Linked DNA regions of Rattus norvegicus: region 2 is linked to region 1. Evidence: chromatin contacts called from public Hi-C data. All regions are on one chromosome and are shown on one strand. The core of a region is the stretch at or near the end of the contact, and the rest is flanking DNA. Distances in the headings are between cores, read along the strand shown. Region 1 has its middle 27 kb from the start of Arap3. Region 2 has its middle 69 kb from the start of Arap3.

Evidence for each region. Hi-C and Micro-C count contacts between places; a contact is called where the count stands out from the background.
Region 2: a contact with region 1 is called in a Hi-C map of frontal cortex, with 3 times the contacts expected there. The contact joins two enhancer-like sites. A contact is called at or near these places in 4 of 12 Hi-C or Micro-C datasets (the A7r5 cell line, Schwann cells, frontal cortex and 1 more) and 1 of 1 datasets of contacts at active chromatin or transcription factors (oligodendrocytes).

The regions. Positions count from the first base shown.
Region 1 is chr18:30,110,256-30,113,902 of GRCr8, forward strand. No RefSeq gene overlaps it. Among named protein-coding and RNA genes, the nearest start is that of Arap3, 27 kb to the left of the region's middle. Within about 2 kb of position 1,511, at least 35 of the 93 cell types and tissues checked have an H3K27ac peak or open chromatin away from gene starts, as enhancers often do.
Region 2 is chr18:30,151,616-30,155,222 of GRCr8, forward strand. No RefSeq gene overlaps it. Among named protein-coding and RNA genes, the nearest start is that of Arap3, 69 kb to the left of the region's middle. Within about 2 kb of position 2,341, at least 67 of the 93 cell types and tissues checked have an H3K27ac peak or open chromatin away from gene starts, as enhancers often do.

The sequences.
Region 1 (3,647 bases), core at 261-2,760:
CCCAAACTGTGACCCGGTTCTGCAAGCACAGCGCTGTTCTCCTGAGCTCAAATTGTAGACTGTAGACTTGATCCCTTCACACCCAAATCCTAGGCTTTGACTGCAGCCCAGCCTTGAGGGCAGGGCTGAAATCCTGTCTTACACTGTCTGTTGCCTGAGTGCTCCAGGCTCCTGCCCACATCAAACCTTGGTGTTCCCATAAAATTTTCCAGAGTGAGGGGACCCCTCCCAGCTTCATCTCAGAACCTTCCCTTGGTTAGAGCTGCCAGGAGACGCAGGATCAGGGTACAGAAAACTCGGTAATAACAGGAGCGCAGGCAGCATGGCTGTTGTATAAAAACAGATTAAAACCTCATCGGGTTGGGGTAGGAAGTAATTCAGCAGCTTGGCCACCGTGGGAGAGCCCGAGGCAGCAGGTGCTGATGGCTAAACCAAAGAGCTACACTGGGGTTGGGAGTGTTCTGGCCTTGGGGGTCTGAACTACTTCCTCTGAGTCTCACCCCCAGAGCCACCTTCCTCTGTAGCCTATCTTGAAGTCAAGGTTGACACACCCTGGTCCCCTAGGGAGCGGTGAGGCAGGCTGAGGAGGTGTAGTCCTTGCCTAGCTCCACAGGCGGGCTCATTTACTCCTCAACTAGACATTGTTTTTCTCATTTGTTATATAGTCTAAGTCTCCTCACCTAGACGTTAAACCCCAGGCCTGATCATTTGTGTCCTGCAATGTATCTCCTGCCTGCAAGAAGGGCTTAGGTGTTGAGTGAATGAATCCATAGATTAGAGTCCTGTCTCTCTCAGATCAGCCTCATTGACCTCGCTGGCCTCAATTATAGGAGCTGTAAAATGGGTTGGGGTGCCTCTAGAAGGGCGATCTCAGGTCAGAAGGGACTTGAATGTATCTGGTTAAATTTAAACCAGGTGTGATGCTACGACCCCAGCACTGGGGTGGTGAAGGCAAGATCAGAAGTTCAAAGTCACTCCTTGCAATATAGAGAATTCGAGGCCAGCCTGGGCTACATGAGACCTTGTATCAAAAAAGATAAATAAACAAAAATTAAAAAAGGATTTCGCTAAACTGATTTATTTTTCTTTAAGAAAATTGAAATCGTGTCTGACTCTAGAGTTACCATCAGGGGGCGCCCTTGTGCAAGGCGCTGGGAACGCGACGCCTTCGCTGGCTCCAGGGAGAGTTCGGCCGTGGCCGCCCCCTCTCCCCGCCTCCACCTTTGGGGGTTACCTTCTTTCCCCTCCGTCCGGTTCACACGCCCACCCCCACTCCAGCCCCCGTTCCCGCTCCAAAGACTGTCTCTGCAGCCCGGCGCCCCTCCATCCCCCACCCAGCCTAGACTCCTTCCACCCACGCAGCCCCATATGCTGGGAAGAGCCTCCCACTCCCCATCTGTCAAGCCGCTTCCTTACCCCCATTCCCCCGCTCCGCCGCCATCCCCTCCTCCGGGAAGCCCTTCCTGATTGACAGAACGGGGAACCAACCTTGCAGGACACTTGGCCCCTGTCCCACTGTCCTAAGCAGAGGGTTGTATTAGGCAAGGGATGAACTCAACCTCCGAGCCTGGCTTTGGAGACAGATGTGCGAACTCTATGAGTTTCAGGTTGTGGAAAACCTTGCTAAGGCTCAGCAGCTAGGCTGGGAGGAACGCCCTCACTCCCGCCCCACTTTTGTCCCGCTTCAGAGGCAGGGGAGTGGGGCGTCCCCCACCCCCGCGGGTGCGGGATTGTGGTAGGGACAGGGACGCAGGGCCTGGGGAGCCGGGTGCGGAGGAACACGGTCTGTTTCTCTCGCCTGAAGGACTGGTTTCATTTCGCAGATTGATTATTGCTGCATGTGTGGATGTGCGCGCGCGCTGGGCGTTGTTAGCTTTTTCTTAAATGTACCTTGCTTGTCTAATGAATGTTTGATTGCACCTACATCCGGAGGCTGTTTTAATGAAAGGTGAAGGCTCCTAGAGGGAAATAAATAAATAAAAGATTGTTCCCCATCCCTTTGCACCTCCTTCTCCCAGCAACTCTCCGTCCCCAGCTGTCTTCTGAAGCCTGTGCCTCGCGGACGAATTCTGATCCTGTTTGAATGTTCTTGTGTAAAGGATGCTTCTCTCCCGGGGAAATCAGCCCCCTCCATCGGTCAATCTCCGGGCTTTTATTAAGGGCGTGAAGGGGAGATAAATGAGGAGAGAGGGCTGAGGGGGAGGAGAGGAGCCCTTTAGCTCCCGCCTTCACTCTACACTGTGGCTTTGCTCACTTGTTGAGTGGTGGGTTCTGAGTCAGGCTTTGCCTAAGTCAAGTTCGATTCATCAGAATGTGATTGGCTGAATTTGAGAGAGCCTCAGTTTCCTTAGCCGTAAAATGGAGATCATCGTGTTCATGTCTGGTGTTTGGGTGTTAGTGCATTATGTAAAGTTCAATTAAGTGCAGAGAAAGCAGGCAGCGGAAGCAGCTATAAATGTCTAGGGAACAGGGGTGGGGCACAGACCCCCAGAGACTGGCAGAGAGGGTTTGGGCTTGCGTTTATCAGTCTGAGGTCATTACCAAGGCCTGTGTGCCAGCCTCTGTTTTCCCCTGGATTCAGCTGTGAGAGCAGTAAGGGCCTCTGCACTCCATGTGTAACTTCCACACTGCACTCCATGAGTAACCTGCCACAGCCCCCTTCAGGGCTAAGACAGCAAGAAGGGAAACCTCAGTACACAGAGAAGGATCCCCAGCTCTGCCTGGCTTCTCAGACTGCAGTTTCATCAGGCAAAGATGAGGCGTGTCTGGGCATTGGCCTACTAGAGGACGCTGAGGTGAAGAGAGTGAAGTCATGGCTGATTGTAGAATGAAAATGTCATTCTCCCATGGTGGTGCTTAGAGAAACGGTCCTGGGGGAGAGTGTGGTGGCGAATGCACTTAGTCCCAGCATTGGCAGACAGAGGCAGGCAGATCTCTGAGTTTGAAGCTAGCCTGGCCTACAGAGCAAGTTCAAGAGCTGCCAAGTCTCAAGCCCCAGCCCTCAAAACAAGAATGGAAAGAAGAAAAACAGTAGTCCTGGGTTCAAATCCCGGGTTTTCTATTTTCTGTCTTTGTGACCAGAGCAAGTTATTCAGCCTTTCTGTACCTGACTTTCCTCTCCTGTTACATGGGTATATTCATAATAAAAGGCTAACCCCAACTTTCCTGTCACTGGATTTTTATGGAAATGAATGAGGTTAACATTCAGTAAGTGTCAAATAGTATTGATACCCATTGGTATTGGAAGATCAGCTGACAGGTAGGGATGAAATTAGGAAGTACCTTCTAATCCTTGGCAGAGAGTCTGGGTCAACCTAAGCACAGCAGGGAATAGAGGAGCCGTCAAATCTGTGTCCACCTTGATGTCATTTCTGGTTCCTCATTTTACACCCACATGCAGCTCGGCAGTAGCCATTGTCAGCACCTCTGTCATGACTCACAGAGCACCCGACCATTTCTTGCCACTTCCACAGCATCTTGGCCTCTGCTGTCCCATCTCTCTCCTCCACTGCTATAATGGCTTCCTGGCCCATCTGCCCTGCTATCTACTCTCCACACTGAGGTAGATAGGGCAGCAGTGGCTGCTCAGTGACCTTATCTCTCACTCGGGGGCAACGCCAGAATTTTCATGGTGATTGGCAGATACT
Region 2 (3,607 bases), core at 1,091-3,590, 42 kb after region 1:
AAGTGGTTTTACGGGAAACAAGTCAGCTGGAGGCTCCTGGCCCCAGCCCTAGTAAAGTGTGTGTGTGTGTGTGTGTGTGTGTGTGTGTGTGTGTGTGTTGGAGGGTTAGTAGTTAGAATCCTTGGAGTGGATAGGGAAACTAAGGCCCATTAGGTCTAGTGAGGGTCCAGTGCATTTTAGAAACTTGAAGCAACTTGTGAGTAGGTATTCAAGGATACAGTCAGTCACATACAGATCAGGGATAACGTTCCACCTTCCCCAAGACTTGTGAGGAAGAGGAGGACAGCAACAAATGTAAAAATGAGAAGGACCCCATCCTGCTCCAGGCCAACTGAAGCTCTGCAGCTGGTCAGCCCTGCCTCACTTCCCAGGCAAGCTGTGCACCCACGCTGTACCCCAGGCTAGATTCCCTGCTTTTTCAGCCCCTCCCCCAACTTGTCAGCAATCTGTGCTCCATTCCATTACTGACTGGCTAGTATACCAGTATATCAGCCTCTAAAACACACACACACACACACACACACACACACACACACACATCATATCAACCCCATCATACCAGACACAGTCAGGGTCCTCACTGGACACTCAGCATATAGTTGTAGGTGCTCAAGAATAGAGGGCAGTTTGCCTGCGCCATGGTGCAGTTGAAGTATGTCTGTTCTGTGCTTCATCCTAGACTGAGAAAGTAGGGGTGGGGTGGGGGTTTGTGGAAGTGACATGGAAGCCAAGGGTCCAGCAGGTTGAAAAAAAAAGTTCAGCCATCCCATTACTGCCCAGGAAAACCAAGGCATGATAGGGCTGCCATCACTTCCCACTCAGCCCACAGCCCAGCAGCCCTGGCCTTATGTAATACCTCGAATGATGCATGTTCTGGGTGCCTCAGAGGCATCCACTGCTCTGTTTGCAACACTCCCTGCTTTAGACGGGGTCGGGGTGCCCTACGCTGTGTTCCTTCTACCCTTGAGTCTTCATGGATCTTCCTAGATCTCAGGATCTATATCTTTTGCTGTTACCACATTGAACACAGATTTGGTGTCTGTCTTCTTCCCTGGACTAAAGGCCTCATGATAGGAAAGAGTTCATCTGCATCTTGCTCACTGAGAGGTCTCTGGTACTACTACACACAGGCCAAGGTATACTGCAGGTTGTGAGACAGCAAGACTAAGGCTTAGGCAAATCCATTTGTTTTGAAGAATGGTTCTTTTTTTTTTTTCTTTTTTTCGGAGCTGGGGACCGAACCCAGGGCCTTGCGCTTGCTAGGCAAGCGCTCTACCACTGAGCTAAATCCCCAACCCCCTGAAGAATGGTTCTTAAACTGCAGTATGAAGGCTGAAAGGTAATCTCCCTTCACAGAGGCTACCATGCACAGGTGTCAAATGATTGCATAGATTGATGCAAAGGTGTCACAGGTGCAACTGTGACAAGTACTTAAGAAAGGGGCTGACAAGACCAAGTACTGGTCAAGTAAGCTGGGTTAGCAGAGCTCCCTTAGAAGATGATATTACTCTGAGGTTGGGAAGTCTATACAGGGCAAAGGCAGAAGAAAAGTGTTCCCGAGAGAGGCCCTGCATCAGACAGCACATGACTTCTATAAGGAAACAAAAGCCCATCCAGTACTGCTGACTGTGTGGGGTCACTGAAGGGGGCTGAAAGCAGGCAGAAGTCAGACCACCATGTAGGGCCTTGTCAACTGTGCTAAGCAATTTGTTTCTTCGTGGGCAAGCCAAAGATTTAAACACTGAAGAGTTTAAACAGCAAGGGGTGGGCACCATCAGCAGTGATAAGATGGAATTGCATTTTGAAAAGGTCATTTGGGCTTCTGTGGATGAAAGAGGAAGGGACTTGAGGAGAGACAAACAGGCCAATCAGCTATGCATTGTAGCCATTTAGACTTGTTCCCTCGAGTCCGGGCAAAGATGGAGGATACTGATGATTGTGTGAGAGAATATTTTCAATCCACACCACGGATGGATAGGTGAGGAAATCAGGAAGATTATCTATCCCTAACCCTTGCTCTTTTCTGGGCTTCCTTCTGGGATATCAGGCAGGTGACTCAACAAGGAGGAAGGGCTTCCAGGCCTCCTCCAGACACACAGGCACTCCCTGTTTTTGCTTGCGGGAGTGAGGTAAGGGTGCGGGGACTGGGCTTGGGGGCTGTTCTACACTGTGTTCCTCCATGCATCTTCTAGGCCGGACCCAGGCAGAGAGTGAGTTTCTTTCGTTCCTGCGGGTGCTTTGCATGCTGGGAAATGTAGTTCTGGAGCAGGTAACTGGGCTCCTGGTTGTGGGTCTGGCATGCAGCCTGGTTGCCATGACAGCAGCTGGGCTGGAGCCACCGAACCATTTCATCCACAGCTCTGCTGGCTCTGAGAGCTCCCAGCAAGAAAGCTTGGGCTCCAGGGAGGAGGGAGGGAGGAGAGGGAAGAAGAGGGAGAGGGAAGGAAGAAGAGGGAGGGAGGATCTTCTGGGCCTTCCCCAGAGGCCTAGGCTAAGCTTACCACTGTATGGCGCTTGTGGACTGAGTAGAGAGAAGTCACTAGCTCAGGCTCACAGCAGGACTCTGAGCTGTTGGAGCCGTTCTTGTCAGTCAGACCCTGTAGGTTCAGCTCTATGAATGCAGAAGCCCTCAGCCGACCAGAGTAAGAAGGATGCGGCCCTCCTCCCCAGGGGAACTCAGCATGAGTGGAAAGGCAAGAGAGTGCAAAAGCGTTACTTAGGAGGGAAAAGCCCTGCCCATCTTTCCTCCAAAGTGTCCCTAGGATGCATTCCCTCTCTCTGCCTGTTGGCCACAGTTCTAGTCCATTCTCACTCCCCAGAGAAGGCTTTCTAAAACACAAATCTGGCCCTGCCACCCCGCACACCCCTGCTTAAAATTCTTCAATGGCTCCCCTTTGCCCACGGCTGGACTGGGTCCAGCCACTCTCCTAACGATCATTCATGGCTTTTCTGATTCTGGCCTGCAGCTTGCTGTCCAGCGATCCTCCTGCCTCCCCATCTGCTACACTGTAACAAGGTTTTCTCCTTCATCCCTGTCTTTGCACACGCTCTTCTCTGCATGAGGTGTCCTTCCTCCACCTCCTACCGTCAAGCCCACCAGACCCAGCCAACATGCTCCCACCCCACACAGTTTTCCCCGAACTCTTCCAGCAGGGGAAGAATGAATGGCCCGCTGCTCTGAGCTCCCAGAGCACTTTGTAGTTCCCTCTAAAGCACTTATCACCCATGTTGTGATGATTGTCTCAGTAGCTGCCTCTCCCCTCCCCTCTCCCCTGCATCTGAGCCATCCCAGGATCCCCAGAGCCCGGCACAGTATCTGGCACAAGATAGGCACTCAATAAATAGTGAGTGGGATTGAATGCAGAAAAGGAAGGCTTTTTGGGCCTTTGCCACACTCCCACTCTGCATTCCTGGACCTCTCCTTTCCCAGCCTCTCCCTTGGGGCCCTGGGCACTTGAGCATGGAGTACCTAGTGGTGCACCGCAGGTGAGTAGTGGACCTTGACAAGAGACTGGTGTGTTCTATTCTGGGCAGGGGCGGCATAGGCACCTGCACATGGAGGCTGAAAGCCTTTTCCTGTCACTCGGAGTTTGCATCAAGTCACACC